Regions from separate parts of the Sus scrofa genome. Here region 1 is linked to region 2. The links are chromatin contacts, called in public HiChIP or PLAC-seq maps. All regions are on one chromosome and are shown on one strand. The core of a region is the stretch at or near the end of the contact, and the rest is flanking DNA. Distances in the headings are between cores, read along the strand shown. Region 1 holds the start of APEH (acylaminoacyl-peptide hydrolase). Region 2 holds the start of NDUFAF3 (NADH:ubiquinone oxidoreductase complex assembly factor 3).

Region 1 (7,152 bases), core at 424-2,923, 550 kb before region 2:
GTCCAGGGCTTTGGTCTGAAAGAACGACTCAGCCTTGGGGCGCTTCTTCTCTGCCACATATAATAAGTGTGTCTCCGAGTGCGACCAGGACAAGCAGCCAAAGCAGTCTGGGTGCAAGAAAGGCAGATCAGGGGGAGCCCTGGGCTATGGCTGCCCCTCCTGTCTACCCTGCCTGCTCACCAGCCAGCTGCCTCACCGTCCTCATAAACCGGCCCATGTTTCTCCAGCGCTGACAGGTTGAAGCTCTTGAGCTTCCGGTTCTTCTCCCAGACCTGAGGACAGCTGGGAGTCAGGTTGTCTGTCCTCCAGCAGAGCTTTATCTGTGGATCTGAGCCCCCAGCTGCCTACCACCCGGTCCCACACAGACTTACCTCCAAAAACTGCTTCTCCTCCGCAGTGCCCGTGCCTCCAGCCTTGCGCAGCACGGCTTTCATGGTGCCTGAAGGAGACTCTCTGCTCAGCAGCCTGAGGAGGACACAGGATAACGCATCAGGACTACCTCCCACCCAGTGATAGCCCATCCTATCCCCTTACTGGCTGTAACCTCTTAGACAAGATTCTTGAGGCTGTGGCCCACATGCGTCCCTGCAGCCCTTCTAGTCCTACCATGGCAGATGCCTTGCCTCCCCTCCCTGGAGCAGGGGCTCCGGTCCTGGCCCGTCAGAAGCAAGTCTCCAGTGCTTATGACCATGTCTCTAGAGCTCCTAGTGGCAAAAAACAAGCTCCTGGCTTCCTTTCTGGGCCCTCCCCACACCAAGGCACACGGTGGGTATTCATAAAAGGCTTGCAGATGGCTGTGGCCTTGCCCACAAGCTTCCTTCCTCAAACTTACTCCCCCCGGGTCTCCACACTGTTGCCTGCAGGCCCTGCAAACACCACTGAGTCCCCATCATGGAACACCAGGTACTGGCGGCAGAATCGGATGTTCTCCATGCGTTCCAGGTCCCTCTGGGTCCACTCTGCGAGGAGAGGCATGAGACTGCTCAATTTGGCCAGTCCCAGCACAGGCTCCCCTACCCCGCCCAGAGGAAGGTCCAGCCCACCTCCCCAATCTGACTCCAGATATTCTGGGGGCAGGATGGGCAACACTTGGCTACAACTCAAGTTTAGGTCACCGGAGCCTGAGCTGACATCTTGGAGAGAAACCACTACCGCTCCTGGCATCCGCCCTAGGACCTTGAGGGGGGGTACAGTATGGGATGATGGGGGTGGGTGACCCCTACAAGACCCACACTCTGCACTCATGGGCAACATTCCAGAACACCCCCTATACACCTGTGTGCACGGCTGGGGGATGCACCCTTCCACACCCACACCCTCCAAGCCCGGTCTTCCACAAACTCGTGAGCACTGTCAGGCAGCGAGCCCTGCACATCCCCCTCCTCTCCACCCGAGTGCACGGCCCCGGAATAGGCCCGCCACCGATTCCCCGCCATACACACACCAGTGTGCACAGTCCGGTAGCGACCCCCGTACTGCGTGGTGACCTCTGGGCCCAGGCAGGCGGCGCTCAGCGCGGGCTGGCGGCTAAGGCCCCGGTACAGCGCCGCCGCCTCTTCGGGCTCGCTCAGCAGCACCTGCGCAGGGGACACAGCAGGGTCAGGCACAGCCCGGGTTGCAAAGACCACAGGAACCGCGGGCCGATCCCTCACCTGCCGCTCCATGGTTGCTCTGGGGCGCCGGGGCTAGGCAGTCAGTGCTGGCGCCCGGAAGTGAGCTCAGGGGGCGGAGCCCGCAGCGGCCCAGCCCTGCCACCCGGACCTTGCCTTGAGAGGGGCGGAACCTTCTACGAATGGGCCGGAACCGTTACCCGAGGGGCGGGGCCTAGATGGTAAGGAGGTGGGGCCTGTGGGGCAGAAGTGGGAACCGCGGCTGCAGGAGTCCTGGATGGGAGGGGCGGGAACCTTGGGGAAAGGAGCGGTCCTTTCCCGGCAGGCCAGGCTGGTGAGAGGCGGGCTGTGTGGGCCAAGCCCCGGCCAGTTACTTGGTGAGGAGAGGGGATGGTGCTGTGGAAACGGAATAAAGGCGCATATCTTTGGGGAGGGGCGAGGTCTGTGAGGAAAGACAGGGCCCAAGGGAGGTGGGGGGTGAGGCCTGACGGGGGTGAGCCCTAAGCATTCGGGGGGCGGGGACTGAGAGGGCGGCGGAGGACCGAAGGCTCTGCAGAGAGGCGGTGCGGCCGGGCGGGGCTGAGCCTAGCCCGGGTGAAGTCCAGAAAAGGAGAGGTGAGGAATGGGGCCTGAGCTGAAGCCAGATCGAAGCTATCTCCAGCAGGGATCTCCCGCAGCCAGGAACTGACTGTTGGGTCCTCCTGGTCCATTAGAAGGCAGACATTCACCAGGAGGTGCCAGGCCCTGCTCTGGAGGGGCTCCCAGGCCAATGAGAAAGGACAGAGGTGCGCTCCTGACATAGCTCGCAGAGTTCTAGGGTGTTGGGCAACGAAAGGCGGGTGCCAAATTCGCAGGGTGTTGCCTGGTTTTATCAGCCACCGCGCCTACCTCTTAAGCTATCTGCTCCTGCAGCCCTCACCCACCCGCTCAGTGGCACTTTGCTGGGGATCATGAACTGGTGGGCCTCTGTCTGCCTTCCCAGGCCTCAGGCCAAGCTCTTGAGTGCAAAGGGCCTGGTGGGGTCAGGCTCCACCCAGAACCAGAGCACTTCCTGTGGAAAGAAAAACCTGGACAGGCAGGTTCCCTCAGGACAGCAGTACTGGGCTGGGCTTATGATGGCTCAAGAGGGCAGGAGAGGCTGGCCAGCTGTCAGGCCAGCAGCGATGTCCCCTCTTCCATATACCTTGCACCTGGATGGTCTTCCACACCTCAGGGGCCTGGCTCCCTGCGCCCTGCTTTGCTTTTGACTGAGATTGGCCTGCAGCTTCCCCTTCCCCATCAACCACGTCGGGCTAGTTAAGTAAAAACAGTTTCCACTTTCTGGGGCCACCTGCATTTGTGAGCATCCAGTGTGTGCAGGACTGTTAAGGCCAGAACTGGGAGCAGATAGAGTTGCCCCAGCCACCAACCTGGGTGGAAAGTTGGAAATTAGGATGTTCATTACAGTTGTTGTTTATAACAGGAAAACTGGGAACACGGTGCCTGTCCTTGAGAACATGTGCAGTAGACTGGCTGTAAATTCACGGTGCAGCCCTCTGGAGCCCAGGCACTGGAGGATGAACATTTAAATATCTGGAATGAATGGTTAGAGATAAACAAAAGATGTTGTACTACTTTTCCTCTTTTTTGGGGGGGGTCTTTTTAGGGTTGCACCCACAGCATATGAAGGTTCCTAGGCTAGGGGTCCAACTGGAGCTACAGCTGCTGGCCTGCGACACAGGCATAGCAATGCCAGATCTGAGCTGCGTCCGCAATCTACACCACAGCTCACGGCAAAGCCAGGTCCTTAACCCACTGAGCGAGGCCAGTTATCAAACCCACGTCCTCATGGATACTAGTTGGGTTTGTCAACCGCTGAGCCACAAAGGGAAGCCCAACTTTCCGACTTTTGTTTAAAACAAGAGAAACACAAACAGGAAGGAAGGATAAACATCAAGATACTAACCTGGAGGAAGGCCAGAGATGAGGCTTCTTTTCATTTATCTGTGTTTTTAAAAATTTCAAGCAACTCTGGGTAACTTTGGTGAGGACCCATTTCTGTTCTGTGGAAGGACTAAGATTAGCAGCCATCAAGAGTTTGGGGACTGGAGTGGATACAAGGCAGTGCCTCAAGGTGTAGGGCTTGTTGGCAGCACCAGAGGGCAGCACATGCTCATTTGCCTCCTGGGAACCAGGCCTGGGAAAGCTGCTTGTGCAGCCTAGACACACGCAAGCTGTGCAGGCACCTTCCCGCGACAGTCTGCTCAGTAAGCTAACTGCTCCCTCCAGGCCCAAACATTAAACTTGCCCTGGGGCGCCTTTGTGGAGGGGCCCATTGTTTTTGGACAGATTGGTGTGAACTCAGCCCTAGCCTTGCCAGCCCGTCTGCATCTTCGCCTTTTTACTCTTTTCCCTTTAACTGTGAACAGACAGGCTCTGTTCCTCTGGCTACACCCTCCTGTTTCAGAAACCATCCCAGAGACAGTATGTAGGTTGTTTATATCAAGTCCTTTTATTCTGATACCACAGAATTACCTTGTCACAATACAGGGGGAGGGACACTGAAGTACCACGAGTTCTCACAGAGCACAGGAGGACGGCACACAATTCACAAGGTCATGTGGAGGACTTGGGTCATTGCACTTACAACTGTAAACTTGTTTGTTTGACTTTGTACAGCACTCTTCCCCCCTCAAATAAAGAAGGAGGGAAGGAAAGAAAGGGAGAGAGGAAAGAAGGGAGGCAGGGAAGGAGTGAGGGGAAAGCAAAAACAAGACATGGAAGCTAGCAGAGGAAAGGCGTTGGGCGGCCACCACTCTCCAGGGCACTGCACTTAGAGAGAAGGAGCTGATTTGATCCCAGAGGCTGAATGAGGCAGACACGCTCATACATACACACTCACACACTTGTTCACATGCATACACACAAAATTATCTCACAACTTCCATGGCTCTCCAGTTCACCCCAGTGCACATTGGCAGCAGAGCTGCTGGTACCCAGGGAGACAGAAATGTTATCTCTGAGGCCTTTCAGTTGATCAAGGCTGTCCCTCTGACCCTGTTGGAGTATACGATGATAAGTATTTACAGAATGGGGGAAGGGGTATGAGGCCAAGGGGCCAACAGGCCAGGACCATGCTGCCATGGCAAAGGATCTGCCTTGGGAAACTCCCCACAGGCTACAGAAGACAGGTCATAGTTGCTGCCACTGCTGCCCTCTTTATCATTGGCCCTGAGACCACACTCTCTTCCTAAGGACTAAGTGGATGGTGGGAAGCAGGGATGTCACTATAAATGCACTGGGCCCCAAAGAAGACAGAAGAGGTAGTGCCCTTGCTCATGACACTGGAGGAGGGGGGCTGTAGAGAAGGCCTCGACTGTATCCTAGAAGCCCCCTTGCCCATGTGGAGATGTGTTCGGTGCTCCCCAGTGCCCAAGGCACCACTGCTGGTCTCTCAGCCTCTGGCCCCCAGAGCCATAGCTGTAACTACACAAGGGCCAGGACACCTGTGGCCCAGAGGCCTGCTCCAGCCACCTTCACAAGGGGTGATGGGTACAGATGTGTTCTGTGGGTATGTTAGGAGGTGGGGAGTGGCAGATGTCAGAAATTTCAAGAGAACTTGGCCAGAAAGGAGATTAGCTGAAAAGCCAACTTTTGAGAGCCTGAAACTAGGCTTGATGGAGGCTGACCTGCTGTCATCTTCCTGCCTGTTCCCTGCTCCTGGTCCCATTCCTTGGCCTTCTGTAGGAAGGATCACTGCCTTAGTTGCTCATGTATCCAGCCACCAGGCATAATCCCCACAAAGATCTGGCCCAGGTGGTCAGAGGTGTTGGATGGTGGCCTCCCCCAGCCCTTGCACAGATGGCCTCATACGGCCCAGGCCTGATTTCTGGGATGAGGCAAGTGTTCCACTAGATGGGTAAAGCCCAAATCCAGAAGGGCAGGGCCTGGGGCCCAACACAGGGGTTTATAGCTTCCTATCTCATCCACAGCTGCCAGAGCTGGGCTAGGATCCCTCTCTGAAGGAGTTTGTAGACCTTATAGGAAAGCATGAGAAATGTGGACCCCTGAGAAATGCATAGTGCAAACCAGAGCACTCTGGAAGGAGGCCAAGCCTGGAGGGATCAGGCAGCTGCTGCCTGCCGCACTCTCAGCTCAGTTGTGGAGAAGCTGATGAGCAGTGGGATACTGAGGCTTCAGAAATGGGGGCTGGTAGGGAGTTTAGGTCCTGGGGACAGATGCAGAGAGTGTCACAATAGAACCTTCTGTAAGTTTTGTTATTAAGAAGCTTCTCAAGAAGCTCAGCTTGAAGCCACTGCCTATGTAAACACCCACTCTGATTAAAGATGACACTGTCAGCTGTCCTTGCCCTAAATGCCAAAGGTCCAGCTCTTCCTGAGAACCCTCTGGCCCCCTGGCCCCAGCCACAGAGGAGAGGTATGGAGCAGGTGCAGTCATGAGCTCGGGTCTTAGGACACGGCCAGGCCCTGCCCTTAGCCTCTCTGGCTACAGACACGGCCCAGCTCTGCCCTTGAGCAGTGCCCTGCTGGGAAGAGGCAGCCACAGCAAATCTTCCGAATGTTCACACACACACACACACACACACACACATATCCTGTGCGGAATCCCATCGGCAAGTCTCCTCCAAAGACTCCTTGGTCAGAGAAACCCACAGGGTGTGTGGGGCCTTGCACGGCCTGGCCCCCGGCCTGGCATGCTTGGGCAGCAACTCCAGCAGGTCCTCACCAGCTTGTGCAGAAGCCAGCTAGAAGCACTCCTGAAGGAGAGAGTCTGAGACAAAAACAACTCCAAGCAAGAGGGTTGAGCATTTAAAATGGATGAAATCGTGCAAAGAGGCTGCGAGCTGTGCATGCTCCACTGCGGGACAGGCGGTGGTGACTCGCCTGGCAGCAGCGAGTCCTGCCACAGGTCAAACATGCCACAGACTGAGAAGTTCACACACACGGGGGTGGGGGGAGTGGGGGCAGGGGGAGGGAGTGAGGGCTTTGATATGCGCATATCTATCCAGTTTCTCAATTGCATGTTTGCAATTAACTCCTTATACATAACATGGAATTTATTAAATATTAACAGTTGTCTTTGAGGGTTAATATTTCATTGCATAGAACGTTAGAGATGAGACTTGTGGCTGTGCCCAAGATGAAGGGAGACCCCCAAGGGAAAGGCCCGGGGGAAGAACACTGCCCAGTCCACCAGGTGGATGGACAGCACCATACTCCCCTATGCAGGGCTCTGGGCCCTTCCCTCGGCTGGCAGAAGCCCTGGTCCCTCTGCTCTGAGCACGTCCACTGGTGATGGCTTAAGAAGGACTGGAGTTGCACGGTAAACAGAGGCGGGCTGAGGGGCCTCCCTAGACCCTGCCCTGGGGTTGTGCTCTTGGTGGCCTGCTGCCCACTATTGCTTCTAAGTCAACATTCTCCCTGTGCTGAGCAGGGGCAGAGCAGAGAGGAAACCAAACCATCAGTCACAAGGTGATGGGGGAAGGGAGAGGCGAGGAGGTGAGCTGAGAGAGAAAAGAGCGGAAAGGATGGGGAGAAACAAA
Region 2 (7,144 bases), core at 1,035-3,534:
TTCAGGTGGGACAGGCAAGCCATTTACTGTATGCTAACTCTACATTGGCAGTATCATCAAGGCTCTGACCCTGTCTGTGTTTCTTGCCTCTTCTTGCAGTGAAGCTGACAAAATCAAGGTGGCCCAGGGGGTGTCTGGGGCTGTGCAGGACAAAGGATCCATCCACAAATTTGTTCCATACTTGATTGCCGGCATCCAGCACTCCTGCCAGGACATTGGTGCTAAGAGTTTAACCCAAGTCCGGTAAGTTTAGGGAGCAGGGCCATCGACTAGAGGGGCTGGACGAGGGCCAGCTCCCCACATCTGACCACCACCCCTGTTCAGAGCCATGATGTATTCTGGGGAGCTCAAGTTTGAAAAGAGAACATCTTCAGCTCAGGTTGAAGGTGGCGTCCACAGCCTTCATTCGTAAGTGACCAACCCTTTCCATTCCTCTGTCCTTGGGGTTGAGGTGTCTCCCATGCCTCGGTCTTCCTGCCCTCACCCTCACAGCTGGTCCTTCTGCCAACAGGTATGAGAAGCGTCTTTTCTGAAAAGGGATACAGCACACCTCCTTGGTTTTTCAATAAAAGTTTGAAAAAAAGTGATGCCTGATCTTTGAGGTCAACAACAAGCAGGTAGTGCTCTGCAGCTGCCACCATCACAGATACACACCAACACAGTACCGTCATTTCCAGGGAAAACCTCAAGCCCTGAGATGAGGGTGCTGTGAGCACCTGGACGTAGGTGGTAGTGCTAGATTCAGAAAGTCCCTTCTCTGGCAGCTCAGACCAGTTCTGGCTCCCAAGGGTTTGGTCTCAAACTGTGACTCTGACTGTAGCTGCTAAGAAAGGGTCACAGAACAGGCCATGAGGCTATAGACTGGCATCCACAGGGCCTCCTGCTAGCCCAAAGCTTGGCCACAGGGGATCAGGCTGAGACCCCACATACATGTTCTCTAACTTGAATCTCTAAAGGGCCTTGTGGAGAAAGCACTGAAGTCCCCTCAAATCTGCATGTGAGCAAAGAGATGTACAGTTTATAACAGACACCTATACAGCTTCCTCGCCTCTTGAGTATCCCCTTGATTTTTTCACAACCCCCTCCATGAACCCACGGAGCCAGCAGCTCCTGTCCAGCAATACACCTAGTACAAAATTGTGAGAAGTAGATTAAATTATTAATTTGCTGGCTAGAAAGACAAGTTGTTACAGTGCCAAAGGGGAGGAGCTAGTAAAAACTGGAAACCCCTGCACTCAGCAAAGGGTGGCAAGGTTCCTGGTGGTTCATTTTTTTGAGACTTGGGCCAAAGATGTGAGAGCAGCCCCTCCAGGTGGGGGAATGAGAGCAGCTCCTGTCACCCGGCCTTCATGACACAGGAAGTTGAAAGTGGCACAGGCATTGGGCTGCAAAGAGAAAGCCAGCATCAGCTGGGCTAGGGCCAAGGCCAGGCCTGGGCTCGCCTCAGCATTCCCGAGTACCAGACATACTGTGTCCTGCACTTCCACAGCGATGCCCCGCTGCCTCATGGCTCGCAGCACCTGGGGCTGCAGCCGCTCAGTCCGGTCTCCAGTGCCCACCACAACAATCTCTAGGGAAAGATGAGCATAGCAAGGCTGCAACGAGGTCTATCGAGAGGGTGGGTTTCCGGGGCTCATCACCTCAGCCTTCCCTTCCTCCAGTACCTATTCGGGGCTCCAGCATCCAAAAGAGAGAGAAGCTTCCTTCGGTGATGTCCTGGTGGGAACCTACCTGTGTGGGAAGGAGACAAGTTAATTACAAGTCTATGGAGGTTTCCCCACCGACCCTCTACCTGCTCCAAAGCGGGGCAAAAGAAAAGCCAAGTTTGCCAAGGACGGAGTCAGGAAGGCAGGCCTGACTCTGGTCCTCGGGTTTCCTTATTGCAGGGAAGGGCTCACGTTCCACTGCACCACCGAGTGCGGAAGCAGCGCGCAGGGCCCAAGCACGCGATTTCCATTGACCACGAAGCCGCGGCTGCTGTAGCTGTCGATGTACATCGCCTGCGGGGACTCGCGCTGCAGCAGAGATATTCGCGTCCGCTGATACAGCTCATCATCCGTCGGCGTGAGCCGATGCCCACGCCCTGGGGCCCTGCGGAGGGGTATGGTCGGGGTCTAAGGGGCTGGGAGTCGCTGGCTGTGGGGGGCAGGTGGTCAGGGACGGTGGGTCCGGCCTCACCAGGACAGCTGCGCGAGCGGCCAGCGAAGGATGTGTCGCGCTCGATACAAGCTCCGAAGCACGAACACCGCTGCCATGGCGGATCAGCGCACAGGGAGACCGGCGCAGGGTCAGCGGGGTCGTGGCGTCACCCAGCCCGGAGCAACGACAGCGCCCCCAGCGTCGCGGAGGGCACCGCGCAGCTCTGCCGGCCCCGGGCTGGAGACGGGAGGGAGCCGACCAGGGGCTTAGGTCCCAGCAGGGCGGGTCTCCCGGTGCGGCTCCAGTGTCTGCAGCTGCCGTCCGCCCCGCCCCAGGCCCCCGCAGGCCGTTCTGGGGGAGCCGGACACCTGGTGGCGTGACAGGCCTCAGCACAGTCTGAGCCCCAGCCGCGGCCGGGCCCCCGGCTCTTAGCCATTAAGCCGGGCTCTTGGGACCCGGGGAGGGGCGGCCTAGCACCTGTTCGAGTCCCGCACACCTGGCCAGGGCGTGGTGCCAGCCTCCAAATTTCTAATCCCGGCTTCGCGGAGTCGGATTCCGAGGGCGGTGCGGGCAGCTCAGGTTTCCCCCTCTCGCCCTCCGAGTTCAGCCCCTCCCAACCGTTCACCCGCGCGACCGTTGGCAACGCCGCGGCGTTTCACACCAGGCGTCGTTGCGCTTGGATTGGCTTCTCTGGAGGGCGAGGGGGCGTGGCTGAGTGGTTTCGCCTTAAAATGGCTCCAACTCTGCGGCTAGAACAAGCGGAAGAGGACGCGACGTCAGGCTGGTCGTTGCTGCTCCTGGGTCGGACCGGGCCGAAACGGACCAGACATTGAACTATACAGCGGCCGGAGTATCGCCCTATTCTTGTTCACCTCGCTCTGCGTCCAGAGAATCCCTCCCCCGCGTCTTGAGCCGAATCAGAAGGCCTACTGGTGCCAGAGTCGCTGGCGCCCGCGCAGGTTCCGACATCTCGGCGCGCCTACTGTATGGTGGCCTCCGGGGAAACATTGCTGCGTCTGCCGCCCGCGGGGCCAGGCTGGCGGGGGGGTTTCGAACAACCGAGGACGTTCTCAGTAGATCTCCGGGGGTCCCGTCGCTGCCTTGAGGGCTCATTGGGCTTCTCGCACTCCCGACACTGGCAGCGTCACCAGACAAAGGGCCCGGGTGCGGGGGTGTCCCAGGGGAGGGTTTACTTCCTCTCCGAGGCCCCACGGGCGCGCTTCCCTCTTGGCTGATCCTGAAGCCCGCCCCGCCACCGCCAGTGTAGTGGCCCTGACTGCATGGGACCAACAGGATTAATCCTACCCCGTGGATCTAATCCAGATTGGGACCCAGTCCCGGGGGGGGGGGTCCCCACCACACCTATTGTTTTGGGGCCCAGGTGAGCGAGCGGCTCGTTCCTACCGCACTTGATTTCACCACCTTCTCTTGGCTCCCTCTCCTGGGACTGGGAATGTAGGAAGTTTGATCTGGCACCAAGGCAAGAGATTACCCCTCTCAACCTCCCACTCCCCACGGCTGGACAGCGGGCAACGGAATCCCAAAAGCAGCTGTTGTCTCCAGAGCATTCCAGCTGCACTTGGATTTCGTTCCCTGCTCTCTTGCCTGAGCAGCGTTCTGGCCCAGATTCGGTGGGCTAGCCCCTGATCCCCAGACATACTTTATCGGGCCACTCTGATTTCTGTCCCTCTCTCAGGTGCGCCCTCAGGCTGGAAATGACAGGCGTAGACGTCGGGGAGCCCAGGCTGTGGCCATCTCTTGGATCCCAAGGTAGCACTGGCAAGGGAGGGAGGACACAGGGACTTCTGATTGGGCTGCAATGGTGGTCTGCAATGGTGGTGAGTCCCCCAGGGCCACCCCAGCCCACAGCTGACTAAAGATAGCCCTTCACTTCCTGGGGTAAAGCCACTGTAAGTGTCCTCATGCACCAAGAGTAGCTGAAGACCCCAGCTCAGCCTCTGGCCCCCAATCCTATTAGCAGCTGACCCTAGGTTGTGCACCTGCGGCATGGAAAGTGCTTTGGAATGACACGATCACTCCCGTTGAGTGGGCACCCAAGTAGCCATCGGGAATGTCGTGTCCGCCCAGTGCTCTTTCGGAGCCTCCCTGCAGGGCCTTGCAACCCTGGCCCAGAAAGGGACCTTGCCAAGCTTTTCCTGCTCCTAGAATCCTCTCTCTTCTGAGTTCTGGGCACTCTCACTTCTCCAGGGCAGAGATTATGGATGTTCTGCTGCATCAAGTTCAATCCCTAGTAAAAAAAAAAGAGAGAAAGAGGGGGATTTCCCTGGTGGCCCAGTGATTAAGGATTTGGTGTCATTACTGCTGTGGTTGGGGTTTAGTCCCTGGCCTGGGAATTTCCACATGCCAAGGTTGCAGCTACAAAAAGGAGAGAGAAAAGGGGGTTTAAGTTACTAGAAATGGAGACATTCTGGAGCCTTCCTGGGACAGAGGAAAGAGGTTTATCACTGGTAGAGGGACAAGAGCTGTTCTTAAGCTGGGACTTCTTATGGTCACATTGTTTAGTTGAGCCACAAAGGCTGGTTGCCTTAACCAGGAAGTGGGAGGATCCCTGTTAAAGTATACTAGGTTAAAGGAGAAACTTGAAAAGCTGGCAGTTCTGGAAGCCATCATGGTGGTTCTAATTCCTCAAAATTCAAGGGGAGAAAACCAGCAGTTCTAGCGGACTGGGATTTACTGGGAATAAAGACAACTCACATCTCAAAAGGAATGCTTGCAAATAACCTTAAGTTGCAGAACATAAATTCTCTTAAAAATGAGGATTTTTTCCCAGTAGGTCATAATGTTAGCTGCCCTATTTCAGTGACAGTTCACTTGGAACTTCTGCATTTTGATCATGTGCAAATGGGGGAAATAAAACGTTATCACAAATACATAAATACAAGACTTAGATGAAGACAGAGATCTCTATCTGAGCCCCCACTGGGTCGCGTGGATTCTTTACTTGGTTGCTAAGTCAAGCGACAGCTAGAGAACTGTAGGCCCGGAGCGGACGAGAGATTTCGGACCCGGGGGCCGACCACGCGGTGCGAGTGCCAGTGCTGGGGCCGTAGGACCAACGCGGTCGCCAGAATTTCCTCAGGCGCACCTGCCCTCTCCAGGACCACAGCCAAATCCCCGCCCCAACCAGTTGCCTCTTCCGGAAGTTCGACCCCAATACTTCCGGTTCTGCTTGTTCCTTCCGGTCGCCATGTCGATGGGGCGTCTTGGGGTCGAGGAGACTTTGGCAGCCCTCAACGCAGCCCTGGGACCTGGCGGCCCAGTGTGGTACAAGGAGACGCGAGCCCGCCATCTGCGTGCCCGAGACTTCTTGGCGCCGCGGCGCGCGCTACAGGCGCGCTTCGAGGAGGGCCAGGTAGGCACGGTCTTCCCGCAGGGCGAGTTTGGGGTAGCCGGAGCGCCGCGGCCGGCTCACCGGCTGGTCTCCCACAGGTGCCCAAGCAGGTCATTCACGCCATTGCCGGCCTGCAGGGTCCCGGCGTGGCCCCGGTGCTGCGCTGCGCGCCGACCCCCGCGGGGCTGGCACTCCAGCTGCAGCGGTCTGCAGTTTTCGAGCGCGTCCTCGGCGCCGTGGCCACCTATGTGGCTCCTGCCGCGCATGCAGCTCTGGAACCTCGCGTTGTCCTGCACTGCCCCGCGCTGCGCGGCCGCCCCTGCGCCCTCCGCCTGAGCCAGCTGCGTGCCGTGCTCGTGGCCGACCACCTGGCGCGAGCTCTTCACGCTCACAGGTGAACGGGGGCGGACTGCTGCGGATGGGAAATCCCGGCGAGGTGAGCCTGGCGCTTGGGCTGAGACTACTACTTCGCTTCGCAGGGTGAGTGTGCGCCTAGTGCCCGCCGTGCGGGACCCGCACATGCTGACCTTCTTGCAGCAGCTGCGGGTGGAATGGCCCGCGGCCTCGGGGAGAGCCAGGACTGTGACCGAAGCCCTGAGGAGCCGTGCACTTGCAGAGCTCACCCCTGCCCATGATTCGGGAGCCCTACCCCCAGGCGCCCTGGGCCAAGTGTGCCTGAAGGAGCTGGTGGACGAACGGGGCCGCAGAGCTGGCTATGACCCCAACCTGGACAGCTGCCTAGGTAGGACCCAGAGTCTAGCAGGGCCAGTAAGCTGGTGGGCCGCGCATTTCCCACCAAACTCAGGGCTGTGTGTTCTTTGCAGTGACGGAGGAGCTGCTTTCTCTGCTGGCTGAGCTGCAGGAGGCTGTGCAGCATTGGCCGGAACACAGCTCTCTAGGCCTGGTTAGTGACTGAATGCCCACCCTGTGAATCTCTGGCAAACTAAATGTCCTGTGTCCCAAGCAGTGATTGTCCTTTCCTCTAGGCTGCAGTCTCAGACACTGGTGCAGATGGTTGTGTGGTTGTACACGTGGTGAGTTGTGAGGAGGAGTTCCAGCAACAAAAGTTGGACCTGCTTTGGTGGAAGTTGGATGACCAGGCTCCTCTCAGACAGGTGGGTCAGTTATGGTGGAGCTCCCCACACCAACCTTAGAAGGTCCTAGAAAGGGTCCTGTTAGTTGATGGTTCCAGAAGGTGACACTTGATTGACTTGGGGAGATGACAGACTTGGTGAGTGAGTGGTTGTGTGCAGCAGATGCTGGGAGAAGGTGCAGTCTGGAGGCCTACCCCAGAGAATATTGATGAAGATAGGTTGAAGAGGCTGGATTGTGTCTTGAGGGGCTGAGTTTGAGACAGTGGCTCTGAGGCACAAAGCTGGGGTCATTCAGGAAACTACATATTTAGGTTCATTGAGGGGTCTTTTGCTGTAGAGTATCTTACTGCCAAGTGGCTGAGCCCCTGCTATCTTCCTGACAGAAGCACCTGGTCTGCGGCCCAGTGAAAGTAGCTGGTGCGCCAGGCACCCTGACTGCTCCCGAGTACTACGAGTGAGTGAGGCTGGAAGGCAGGCCAGCAAGCCAAGGTAGTTGAGGTGGGAGGACTCTGCCCACTGGCCCTCTGCTCACCCTTTTCAAAAACGCAGGCTCCGGCAT

The links. HiChIP or PLAC-seq counts read pairs in DNA pulled down with a chosen protein or histone mark.
Region 1: a contact with region 2 is called in an H3K27ac HiChIP or PLAC-seq map of skeletal muscle. The contact joins the promoter of APEH here to the promoter of NDUFAF3 in region 2. A contact is called at or near these places in 1 of 5 promoter capture datasets (fetal liver) and 1 of 2 datasets of contacts at active chromatin or transcription factors (skeletal muscle).

What each region holds. Positions count from the first base shown.
Region 1 is chr13:32,200,388-32,207,539 of Sscrofa11.1, reverse strand. It overlaps APEH (acylaminoacyl-peptide hydrolase), which reads right to left and starts at 1,673. Exons shown (of 22, transcript NM_213923.1): 1 at 1,653-1,673; 2 at 1,445-1,577; 3 at 833-959; 4 at 372-465; 5 at 197-272; 6 at 1-107. The coding sequence starts at 1,664. BSN (protein bassoon) reads right to left here. Exons shown (of 12, transcript XM_021068762.1): 12 at 4,079-7,152.
Region 2 is chr13:31,652,081-31,659,224 of Sscrofa11.1, reverse strand. NDUFAF3 (NADH:ubiquinone oxidoreductase complex assembly factor 3) reads right to left here and starts at 2,284. Exons shown (of 5, transcript NM_001243606.1): 1 at 2,179-2,284; 2 at 1,899-2,091; 3 at 1,665-1,731; 4 at 1,470-1,570; 5 at 1,138-1,385. The coding sequence starts at 2,255. The coding sequence ends at 1,266. DALRD3 (DALR anticodon-binding domain-containing protein 3) reads left to right here and starts at 2,919. Exons shown (of 14, transcript XM_021070653.1): 1 at 2,919-3,123; 2 at 3,836-3,909; 3 at 5,259-5,512; 4 at 5,590-5,885; 5 at 5,971-6,233; 6 at 6,316-6,395; 7 at 6,478-6,606; 8 at 6,969-7,039; 9 at 7,135-7,144. The coding sequence starts at 3,855. It overlaps IMPDH2 (inosine-5'-monophosphate dehydrogenase 2), which reads left to right. Exons shown (of 15, transcript XM_005669533.3): 12 at 1-5; 13 at 100-243; 14 at 325-408; 15 at 512-583. The coding sequence ends at 533. MIR425 (microRNA 425) reads left to right here and starts at 4,152; the gene lies at 4,152-4,231. It also overlaps MIR191.